Regions from separate parts of the Zea mays genome. Here all the other regions are linked to region 1. The links are chromatin contacts, called in public Hi-C maps. All regions are on one chromosome and are shown on one strand. Each heading gives the region's core, a stretch centred on a gene start, on an enhancer-like site or on the middle of the called end of the contact. The rest is flanking DNA. Distances are from core to core; before and after follow the strand shown.

What was found. A called contact is a pair of places that touch in the nucleus more often than the background predicts.
Region 2: a contact with region 1 is called in a Hi-C map of ear, with 2.1 times the contacts expected there. The contact joins the promoter of LOC100217171 here to the promoter of LOC103643270 in region 1. A contact is called at or near these places in 4 of 25 Hi-C or Micro-C datasets (ear, endosperm and leaf).
Region 3: a Hi-C map of ear shows a contact between it and region 1, with 2.4 times the contacts expected there. The contact joins the promoter of LOC100274337 here to the promoter of LOC103643270 in region 1. A contact is called at or near these places in 2 of 25 Hi-C or Micro-C datasets (ear and tassel).

What each region holds. Positions count from the first base shown.
Region 1 is chr1:217,372,125-217,375,550 of Zm-B73-REFERENCE-NAM-5.0, reverse strand. It overlaps LOC103643270, which reads left to right and starts at 1,496. Exons shown (of 3, transcript XM_023301327.1): 1 at 1,496-2,112; 2 at 3,373-3,412. The coding sequence starts at 1,963.
Region 2 is chr1:217,778,003-217,781,348 of Zm-B73-REFERENCE-NAM-5.0, reverse strand. LOC100217171 (60S ribosomal protein L34) reads right to left here and starts at 1,897. Exons shown (of 4, transcript NM_001310022.1): 1 at 1,702-1,897; 2 at 1,518-1,597; 3 at 258-367; 4 at 1-169. The coding sequence starts at 1,780. The coding sequence ends at 79.
Region 3 is chr1:217,810,290-217,813,744 of Zm-B73-REFERENCE-NAM-5.0, reverse strand. LOC100274337 (CAAX amino terminal protease family protein) reads left to right here and starts at 1,260. Exons shown (of 11, transcript NM_001360569.1): 1 at 1,260-1,592; 2 at 1,720-1,814; 3 at 2,096-2,203; 4 at 2,344-2,426; 5 at 2,687-2,820; 6 at 3,131-3,180; 7 at 3,305-3,397. The coding sequence starts at 1,326. It overlaps LOC100281594, which reads left to right. Exons shown (of 8, transcript NM_001154513.1): 8 at 1-30.

The sequences.
Region 1 (3,426 bases), core at 247-2,746:
AGATCAACTTCGTCCATCAATAATAGTGTAGCTAAAACACACTTGTTTGTGCCGAGTAGAAGTTTAATTGAGGACCTTCGGCATAATAGGCCCCGAACAAATAGAATCTATGCTTTCTATTAATTCTCCATTGTATAAGGGGCTTAATGCACATTTACCTGTATGTACCTATGTATATATACTGGCCTTAGGGCCTCATATTGAATACAAGTGTATTCATAACATGATACCAGAGTACATGGGCCTCATATTGAATATCGTTTAATCAGACTACACAGGTGTTTAAATGGACTAAAAATGGATTATATGGGATTAAATATATTAAACAGCATAAACGACCAATATAGCTAGCTACTGAGTAGCGTTAAAACGACGTGTAAATGGTCTAACGGCCGTTTAGGATAACACTGATTTATACTAGTTCGAACAGAACGTCCCTGCTTACAGTCATCGGTGGCTTGCGCTACTAGCACTATTGATGATCAAAGCTCGTAGCAGGGGTTACAAGCGAGCGAGAGAGGGAGGAGAGGCTCCCAAGTCTCTTATTTATGGTGGATGTGGTTACATAGTGGAGTCCTAACTAAGACTTGGCTTGGCAGCGGGCCTCCGGCCTCCTGGTCTTCCTCCTGTTCGTTAGTCTTTCTGGGCGTCGTCTCCTAGTCTAGGACCGTCCTTGTGTCCACCATGTCTCCGAGAGAAAGGAACCTCCCATGTCCGGGGGCTAGCCTCCTCCTTTTATAAGCCAAGGAGGGGGTCGGCCAGCGGTGGCTTCCTTAGGAAGGAGCCACCGAGTGATGGTAAAACTGAGCATTCTACTAAGGGGTAAAGCCACGCGTGCTCGTGGTCGTCTGGCTGTCTTGTATTCTTTATTGCGGACAGAGCGGGTGGCGCGGGTCCTGAGCGCCAATTAAAGAAAATCTAAAAGTTAAACGGCCAACCAAACTTAATACATCCTTTTTCTACTAATCTCGAGGACGAGATTATTTTTAAGGGGTAGAATTTGTAACACCCTAAAATCATATTTTAGGTAATGTAGGAAAGTTTATATCAATAATTGAATACTTATGTTTTGAAACAAGGAAATAAATGAAAAGAGTCCCCATTCTCCAAGGAGTTAAATTACCCCTTCCATCGAATCCTATATGTTGAAATACTCTATGAAGAATAGCACAAAAGTATTGCCTAAGAAAGGTTTCAGGGTTAATTATGAAGAGGTGATAAAAAATTTAACTTTAAATAAAGTTATTACTAAAATTATTACAGGATAAGTACTATGAATTGAGGTCCTTAATTACTTACTTATGTGATCTATTCTTTATCAAGTTTATATGATCTAAAGCATTTACTTAGAGAAATAAAACAATGACAATGAATATATATATATACTTCGCATTCATGCTGGGATTTTTATTGTGCATTTACTTTGGAATTTGGATAGCTTGATTTGAGTTTAAAACTCGAAACCAAAATAGAAATAGAAAAAAATAAAAAGAAAAGAAAACAATGGAGACTTACTTGTCGGCCTAGCAAATCGGCCCATGGCCAGTCCACCCACAGCCCAACTACATTTCCCTAGCCAGCCCATCCAGTCTTTTCACGCCCGCGGCCCGCCTGACTGCGTGCACCGCGTGCCCGCGCCTCGCCCTTACACCGACGGGGTCCCACAGGACAGCCACACCGTGCGCCCGCATTCGCTTCCACGTGGGACCAGTGCGTCGGATGGTCATCCACCTCGAGTCGGTACGGACGGAAGACAGTTAGCGCAATTCCGGCCGTCCGGGTGAGCTCTCCACCGATTGTGGCCCGGCCGGACTCTTCCCTGGGGAGTATAAAATCTCGGCTCCCGAGATCCTATGACCAGCACGCGCGTTCGCAAAATCCACCGAGAGCACCATCGTTCACCACCAAGCTGAGAGAAGAGAAGGCGGAGGGAGATCGAAAACAGGCCGTCGCCAATTCGCCATGGGAAGCTCGGCTGCATGGTCGTTCAGGTCACGTGTGGTGGTCGGATATCTTCTTCGGAGCACGCTGGAGAAAAGGGTGTCCCCGGCGGTCACGATTGATGGACTACGGGAAAGGAATTCCTTACCGGAGCTACTCTGCATGGTCCGGGTAAGTAATCCTTTGCGTGTTAAGACAACTGTTTTTTTTCTATAATTACAATAAAACACACCTGTTTTTTTGTTGTCACCATGTTAAGACAATTTGGGACAATGATTACATATATACTTGTTAAATCCACCTAGAGCCAATACTCACGTCCTAAAATATAGTGTCTTTTATATTTGTTGTATGGTAATCTATTTTAAACTTAACTAAATTTATTAAAATAAACATGGTGTATGCTCCATTAGAGACATTATAGAATAACTATTTTATAACTGTGGTAAAAATTAATATCTTTTCTTATAACTTTAGTATCGGAGTGAGTGCATGAATAAAACCATTTCCAAGTATGACAACATCAAACAGATCCAACGATTACCTGATAATGCCTTTTGGAAACTTAACCTAACCCGTAATGCCTCAGAATAGGAAGAAAGATATGTAGGGAGAACCTGTCGATCAGCGTGCATGCTGATCGGTGAAAGCGCCATGTCACTGCACCTGGGAGAGCAGGGTTGTAATCTGTCACTTGTGACCAAATGAGCCCCACGAAGCCTTTTTTTTAGAAAAGGAAGATATATTAATTTCAAGTGCATTACAACAAGGTGAAGCAAAGTCTTGAAACAAGTATCTTTCGAACTCAGTTCAATACAGAACACACAGCCCAACAACACAAGATATCTTGAAGTCAATCTTACTCTAGTAACTATCAATCTTTAGACTAGATCGCCACCCATAAACCCGAAAAAAAAAACTCCGTGACTAAATACATCAAGTGGAGTGAAGCCTCCATAACAAGGTCATATGCATCCTTACGTTGCAGGGGCACCTATGAGCACATCCAGTGCAAGCCCCACGAAGCTATCTTGTGGCAGAGCCAAACAAAAAGATAGAGCGGGTCATGTGTTGCCTGTCAGTTTTCACTGTGGCTAGCTATAGTACGTTAGTAACCAGCAGCCAACTCTGGTGGAGAATTGCAGAGCCATTGTTGAGAAGGATAAAAAAACAAAAAGATAAAGCGGGTCATGGAGTTGTCTGTCAGTTTTCACTGGCTGTGACTGTGATTGTCTAGCCTGTAGAAGCATTATATCCCCCTCTATCCTAAACAATATTCTAGATAGTTTTAATTTTTAATATATTTATGATATATTTAAATATATGATATGTATGTATGTATAATAAAATATGTCTATAGGAGTCGATCTATAAATTAAAACATAAAGAATACTCTTTAATTAGATGACTGAAGATGTTGTTATTGGACAGAGGAGAACAGGTGAGTGTAAACTCATGAATGTCTGGTCAGGTAATCACTATTCA
Region 2 (3,346 bases), core at 648-3,147, 410 kb before region 1:
GGCACCTAGATTTTCCATCCACCAAAATTAATTTTCGCAGTGTACAAAACAGGGCTAGGCTTCCCCATTCCTGGAGATTTACTTTGCAGCTGTCTTGTCCTTGGTTTTTTGTATTTTCAGGACCTTCTTGACAATCTTCTGCTCCTCGACCAAGAAAGCACGAATGATTCTGCATACAGTAGTTGTAATTCATAAGACTACGAAATTACAGAACCTGGACCTCCACACCACAATATGTCCACCCCCTATTTACTCACCTCTCCCTAACAGCAATTCCAGAGAGTACTCCACCATAAGGACGGTTCACAGTCCTGCGGCTCCTAGGCAACCTGGACCTTTTGTACTCAGCAGGCCTCAAGTGAGGGATCTGGAAATATGGAAACAATAGCATTAAACAATATTAGGTGGAAATATCCAATGACAGATGAATACCCAGTTTTGGTGACACTGAGGGCATTGTTCAGGTAGGGAGGGAAATTACCAGATGATGATTACTATGGAGAATATTATGCCATGGAAACAACCAAATAAATAGTGCAAGCACACATAGAAGAAAAAAAATAGCAAAATGCACGTATATTGCTACAGTTCCCTTTTATGTTGATTATAGAATATAAAACACAAAGACACAAAGAAAGACATGTGTGTTTTGTTGGCTAGGCGGGTGTGGTTGTGGGTTTGGAGCCAACAACCATGGTTCAAATCACCATTTATGCATAATTTTAGTATTTTACCATTTAAATGCGGAGGAGCACGATGATGGTGGAAACTGGTGCTTTACATAAAAGAGAAGAAAAGATAACACAGAATGATAGAACTAATTAAAACTTCAACCTCAAACAAACAGAAGTCCTAGGAAGTGATTCTGAAGAAAATGACATGACAATAGTATTTACTCAACAGGGAAAACGGGCAAATCAACTTAGCTATTGTATGAATCTATTAAAATCCTAAATCAAATTTTAATTTGGGACGGAGGGAGTATGTGGTAAGAAAGAACACTATTTGTAAACAGCAAAATAACATGCAGTAACAGTAATATGTTCCCCCAAATGTAGGTACCAAGTACTTCAATTTCACATGACACAGCCATTTACGCAAGGAAAAAATTTAGACGAGAGCTAGATATAAAGGCCCATTTAACTACAGACATCGTCCAATAGACCTATACAAGCACAATGTGGCATCACAGGGCAAAACACAGTAAACCATGTAAGCAATCAATTAAAATCTACTAAAATAAAGGGAGGGCCGGAGGCTCAACTCATGTGCGATCTGGGGAAGGGATAAACCGAAGCAAGGGTTCAAACCCGCTGGTGACTCAGACAGTTCTTACAACTGGACCAGGCTTGCCCTTCTAATTAAGATCTACTAATTCACACCAATTACTTCAATCTGTTACTTCAATATGGATAGCACAAACACGCTACCAGTTCCCCACCTCGGTACCAAGGACCAACGAATCACACAACCGAGACAGAAGAAGAGTAGAGCTGCGCTAACAATCAATCACTCACCCCCTGGATTTTCTTCCCGGTGACGGGGCACTTGGGCCCGCTCGCCCTCTTCTTGGTGTACTGGTACACAAGCTTCCCGCCTGCAAGAATCCAGCGAACCAATTAATACAACCAAGAACACAACACAGATAAAGAAACCAAAGACCCCTCCCATATCGAGCAGGAATGAACAGACGGGGCGAACCTGGGGTCTTGACGACTCGGGTCTGGTTGGACTTCGTAGCGTAGCTGTGACGCTTCCGGTACGTGAGGCGCTGCACCATCTCGCCGCCGCCGCTAAACCCTAGTGAGGCTTCGTGGGTGGGGAGAGGAAGGGTAAGAGAGGAGTGGAGAGCTCCGCGGCTCTGGCGGCGGCGATTGGGGCGTATTAATGGTTGGCTCTGAAGAGGTAACAGACGGCTAGGATTGATGCTTGATTTGGCGGTTGATCGGACTGGGCCTTTTCGTCCGGTCGATTCGTCTAAACTGCTTGCTGGGCTGCATGGACTGTTTTACGGGCCGTTTCGTTCTCAGGCTGGATTTTAGTTCCTATCGCAATCGGATATTTAGGTAGAAATATTAAATTATAATTATAAAATTAATTATACAGATAAGGAATGAACGACAAGACAAACATATTAAACGTAATTAAGCCATGATTAGTCCATGTGATGCTGTAATAATATTTATTAATCATGAATTACACTTAATAAATTTGTATCGTCGTCTAGTCTTTATTTATGTAATTATTTTTGTAATTAAACTATATATAGTATTCATAATTAACATTCAAACATTCGATGTAACACGGAAACTTTAGTCACTAGAACCAAACACCCTCATAAGATGATGGAATGAGTTTTAGTCAGCCAAACATACCATCTACTTGAGCAGCACTTTGGAATTGATTGGTTGGGTGATCTAACCCCAGCTAGGACAAACCCAGCAACCCCCATGAGTTGTTTGGTTGCCTGGACCAAGCTCCTAGATAGGCCATCTCGGGCCAACCCTCGTAGTCAGACCCTAGTGTGACACCCAAAATCGAGAGCTCTCCCGAGCCTGACATATCACAGTGTCTTATAGGACATATCGAGAGCTCACCCATTCTTTAAAAACTAGATTGCTTTCAAATAGGACCTTAGCTAGTTAGACTAGTACGTAGTATATAGTAGTCGTACCAATTAAAATAAAGATAATGGCTCGTGATGATATACCCACGGCAGCAAATGCTAGCAGACCCGTGCCCTACGTCGCGCATTGATGTCATGGTGCGCGCACGTGCGAGAATTCATTGCTGCCCCTGTTTGCCCAACCCATCGACGATGTCACGATGCCGATGGCGTACCTACCTAGCCGTACCAGTACGTCCCTGTTGGCCTGTATTGAGCCCATGCAGCAGTTAGTAGCCGGCGCGCCTGCGTTTGTCGCGTGGTGTCGTGGCCGTGCCACCAGAACACGGGCGTTCATGCGGCGCGGTGGGTTCGCCTAGTGGGTGTTGGCGTGTTGCCCGGGCGGCAGAGCAAGCCACGCGCATGGAGGCGGGCACGGTGGCCGGAGGCCGGGTGGCGTGCGGTTCGGCTAGTGGTTTGATGTCCCAGTCTAATTTATTCTCATATATATTGAAATAGCGCACATCAAAAATTTTTTTTATGGTCTCTATTTATATTTTGCTACATAAGTGTATTTAATATAGTTTTATGAAACTTTTTTTTTGAAAAGTAACGGTAGCAAAGGTCCGTACTGAAATCTATACTACTATATTAAGGCAGCAAGGAGTAGGCTGCCTCCACTGGTTCTGCCATCCACAAATCTACACCATCCATCTACATCCATCAAATCTAAGCCGTCCG
Region 3 (3,455 bases), core at 11-2,510, 440 kb before region 1:
TTGTGCATGGGCATCCATCCGATGATGTAATCCTGAGATAACCATGTGTCTAATGATCGATTGAAGTTCTCTGCCATGGATCATGGATGGCAGGGCAGCTGTATCTTTGTTTCATGTCAAATCACTGATGTTATGTAATCCTAAGATATTATTTCTAATGGTCGTGTATATTCTCTTGCATTAAACACCACATGTCTGTTGATACCACAATCACATAGCATTAGTTTAGGCTATGTGATATTATTGCACTCATTCCTGGCATAAGTAAACTTTTGAACTTTATCTATTTTGAGGCAACTCTAATATATATGGAGTTTGACTTTGGGTCTTAACTAGGTGGGGTGTATCCCACGGTTTAATTTCTCGATGTGAGATCACCTGAGTTTCGCTTTTTTTTCGAAAAACGAATTTCGGTCTGATTTCAAATAGATTTTGATTCAAAATACAAAACTCAAATTTTGGTCAACAAAATGAAATCCGGATCATTCCAAACCAAATTGTGAACCCTGATGTATCATGAGTGGAGAGCTGGAAGGAGAGACAAGATAAGCTATCTGTCAGTCTACATCCATCTGATGCTTGAGAACCTAAAATTTTTATATGCACGAGAACCAATAATATCTGATGAGCTCAAGTAGGCTATGTGTGAGCCAATTACATTACTATACGAGTGGATTGATAAATAGGATGAGTATACACTATTAGCGTTCCTTTTTTTACTCCAGCCACGTCACTGGCATCCCCGAGCGCAGGCCTGGACGCCTGGTAGCATGGCCATCACGACCGTCTCTTTATTTTCTTTTCTTTAAATCCCTGCAGTCGCTCGTCCCTTTCTTTTTATGTTTCAGGATGCACACGCACGCGCACAGGTCGAGCACCTTGTCCTTGGCACGGAGCAGATGCGCTTTTCCCGTGAGCAGCTCCACGCACCCGTCGGTTCGTTGCAGGTACGAAGAAGCACGGATTGAAATACTCCCTCCGTCTCATAAAGATGTCCTTAGACTTTTTTTTTTACAAAAGTTTGTTTGAACGACTCGTCTTATTCAAAATATTTAGAGGTGTGACAACAAGCCACCTTCCATAGTGTTTATTAGTAGATAAAAAAATAATAATAGATGATAAATATGTATAAAAAATAATATTTTATAGAGGTAATGTAGTATAGAGTGCAAATATAGGGAGAGAGATTGGTGACGTGAAGGGAATCAAGGGATAGTAAGATACAGGGATAACCAGATAAACCGTTGAAGAGAGTCTGAGCGGGTCTCGCCAAACTGCGCCCCCTCTTTCAATTCCTTATCCGCACAGTCACACGGTTTAATCGAATGGCTTCGCCGTCGTGTTTCCTCTTCCGCCCCCGTCCGCCGCTGTGCAGCCGCCGCCGCCGCAGCAGCAGCAGGTCCCTCTACCTCCTCTCCAAGCAGAGCCTGCACCGACTTCCCTCACCAAGAACATGCCGCCGTCCAGTGGCAGAGCAGCTCGTCCTGCGGTCGCTGCCGCCCGGTAACGGCAGGCGGATGGGGGCGACGGGCTTCGCCTGCTACTGTTCCTACGACACCGAGAACGGACTGCCCACGCCTTCACCGGACAAGGTGCTTGAGCTATAAAAAATGCTGTTGTGGGCACAGGCGCACAGCACCAAAAGCTGCGAGATTTTTTTCCGGAGTTTTTCCTGTTGTCAGTCGGGAATAATTGCCTTCCATGAGGTTATTTTGTTAGGGAAAAAGCTCGGATGAGTGGCCAATCCTTCGCCGGTGGGATGTTCCATGGGAGTGGCCAACGATTTCTCTCACCATGGTGGCATGTGCAGTAAGGTAATGTACTACACCATTGCTATTTTTTGTAGGAACAACACCTTTGCTGATTGGTACCATGCATTGGCACTTCCAATTATTATGAGTTTATGACGTTGTCTAAGAAGAAATCCATTTTCCATTCCAAAAAGGAAATAAATGAACCCCATTTGTGCAAATATGTAATGTGGAGTTTAATTTGTGGTGTTCTATTATTCTTGCGTGATCCTCATCCAAAATAACTCGAGCATGAATTGTTGCAAATGCCTCCTTGAAAATGTTGCTGAATGTTCTTTAGACAGCTTTCTTTTGACAGGGATAGCTGAGCAATCTATTTTGGAGCAACTAGGTTTTCGAGCTGGGGAGACAACTCTAGATGAGAAAGCAGAGATACTCTTCTTGGGACAACTGTACAGATCTAAGTTCCTATCTCTATGTAAAAACTTTATTTGTACCATAGTTTTCAGTTTAATTTGTGAATATGCTGCATGCTCTGAATATCTTGTGTCAGAGTGACATTACTTGCCATTTTCTGTTTCTGCAAGTGCAGTAGCACGACGGTAGTTGTACTTGGAGTTATATTTGGCATGACCAATACCTTTCGACCATTCTCAGATGATATATTTCGCTATGGTAAAGGTTTGGTCTTGCTACGTTTGTGTTCATTTTCATGTTCTTTTTTATACATTGGCCACACGTTAGTTCCTTTCCAAAGATTACCTAATTTAATAAGAGGACTGTACAAGATGTTAAAGTGTAATTAAATTACTTAATATCTAATATGGATATCTGTGTTCAATAGTGTCTCTTTCCGTTTGTACTATGGTTGCATTGTGGTAATTCAGGTTGTTCTGAACAATGGTCTAGTGTTGTTTGTATTCTTTAACTTTCAGAATTCAATGAACCACTTAAGCTGCAAAACGGATGGCTTCTGTGGTCTGCAATCGGCCTGTTTGTTGCAATAGTTGCTATTGCTTTAGCAGGTGCTGCAATGACATTTCTGAATGGTGAAACACCACAGAGAGAGGTAAGTTTTTTATGGTATGAGGTAGTCTTCTGTTGTTCTTTCCTTTTCAAAAGTCTTCAATTGTCTTAAGCTGTACGGATGTGTTACATCTTTATTACTTTGAAAGAAAACTAAAATTGTACATATAGGAAATATGAATATTGCAAGTTAGCTCTTCTATAGAGATATGGGGAAGAAAGCCTCCCCCCCCCCCAAAACACACACACACAAAGAAAATGCTTCCTACATACATGGTATTCACATAAATATGAAGTCGTGTACTAGCTAAAAATTACCTATAGTGATCCAGTTCTTGAACCTTGTCTTTCAGACAGACTCGCTGGTCCTTTTGTTGCCGCTGATTGGCTCGTCAAACATCAGGTATGGGCATATGATTTATCTGTTTTATTTTTTTCCTTAAACTATTTACATGTTATTGCATGCCTGTATATAAGGTCAGACAAGATAACTACTTGATTGTTTAACAGCTTTTCCTTTATTGCAGCACTGCCTGTTTGCTGGGCATCACTGGGATTTTGGCACCCATTCTGGAGGAAACTGTGTTTCGAGGATTTCTTATGGTATCCCTGACTATGTGGTAAATATGCATGGATTATGTGCCTTGTTATCCTTTAAAAAACTTCAAAAGTAGGGTA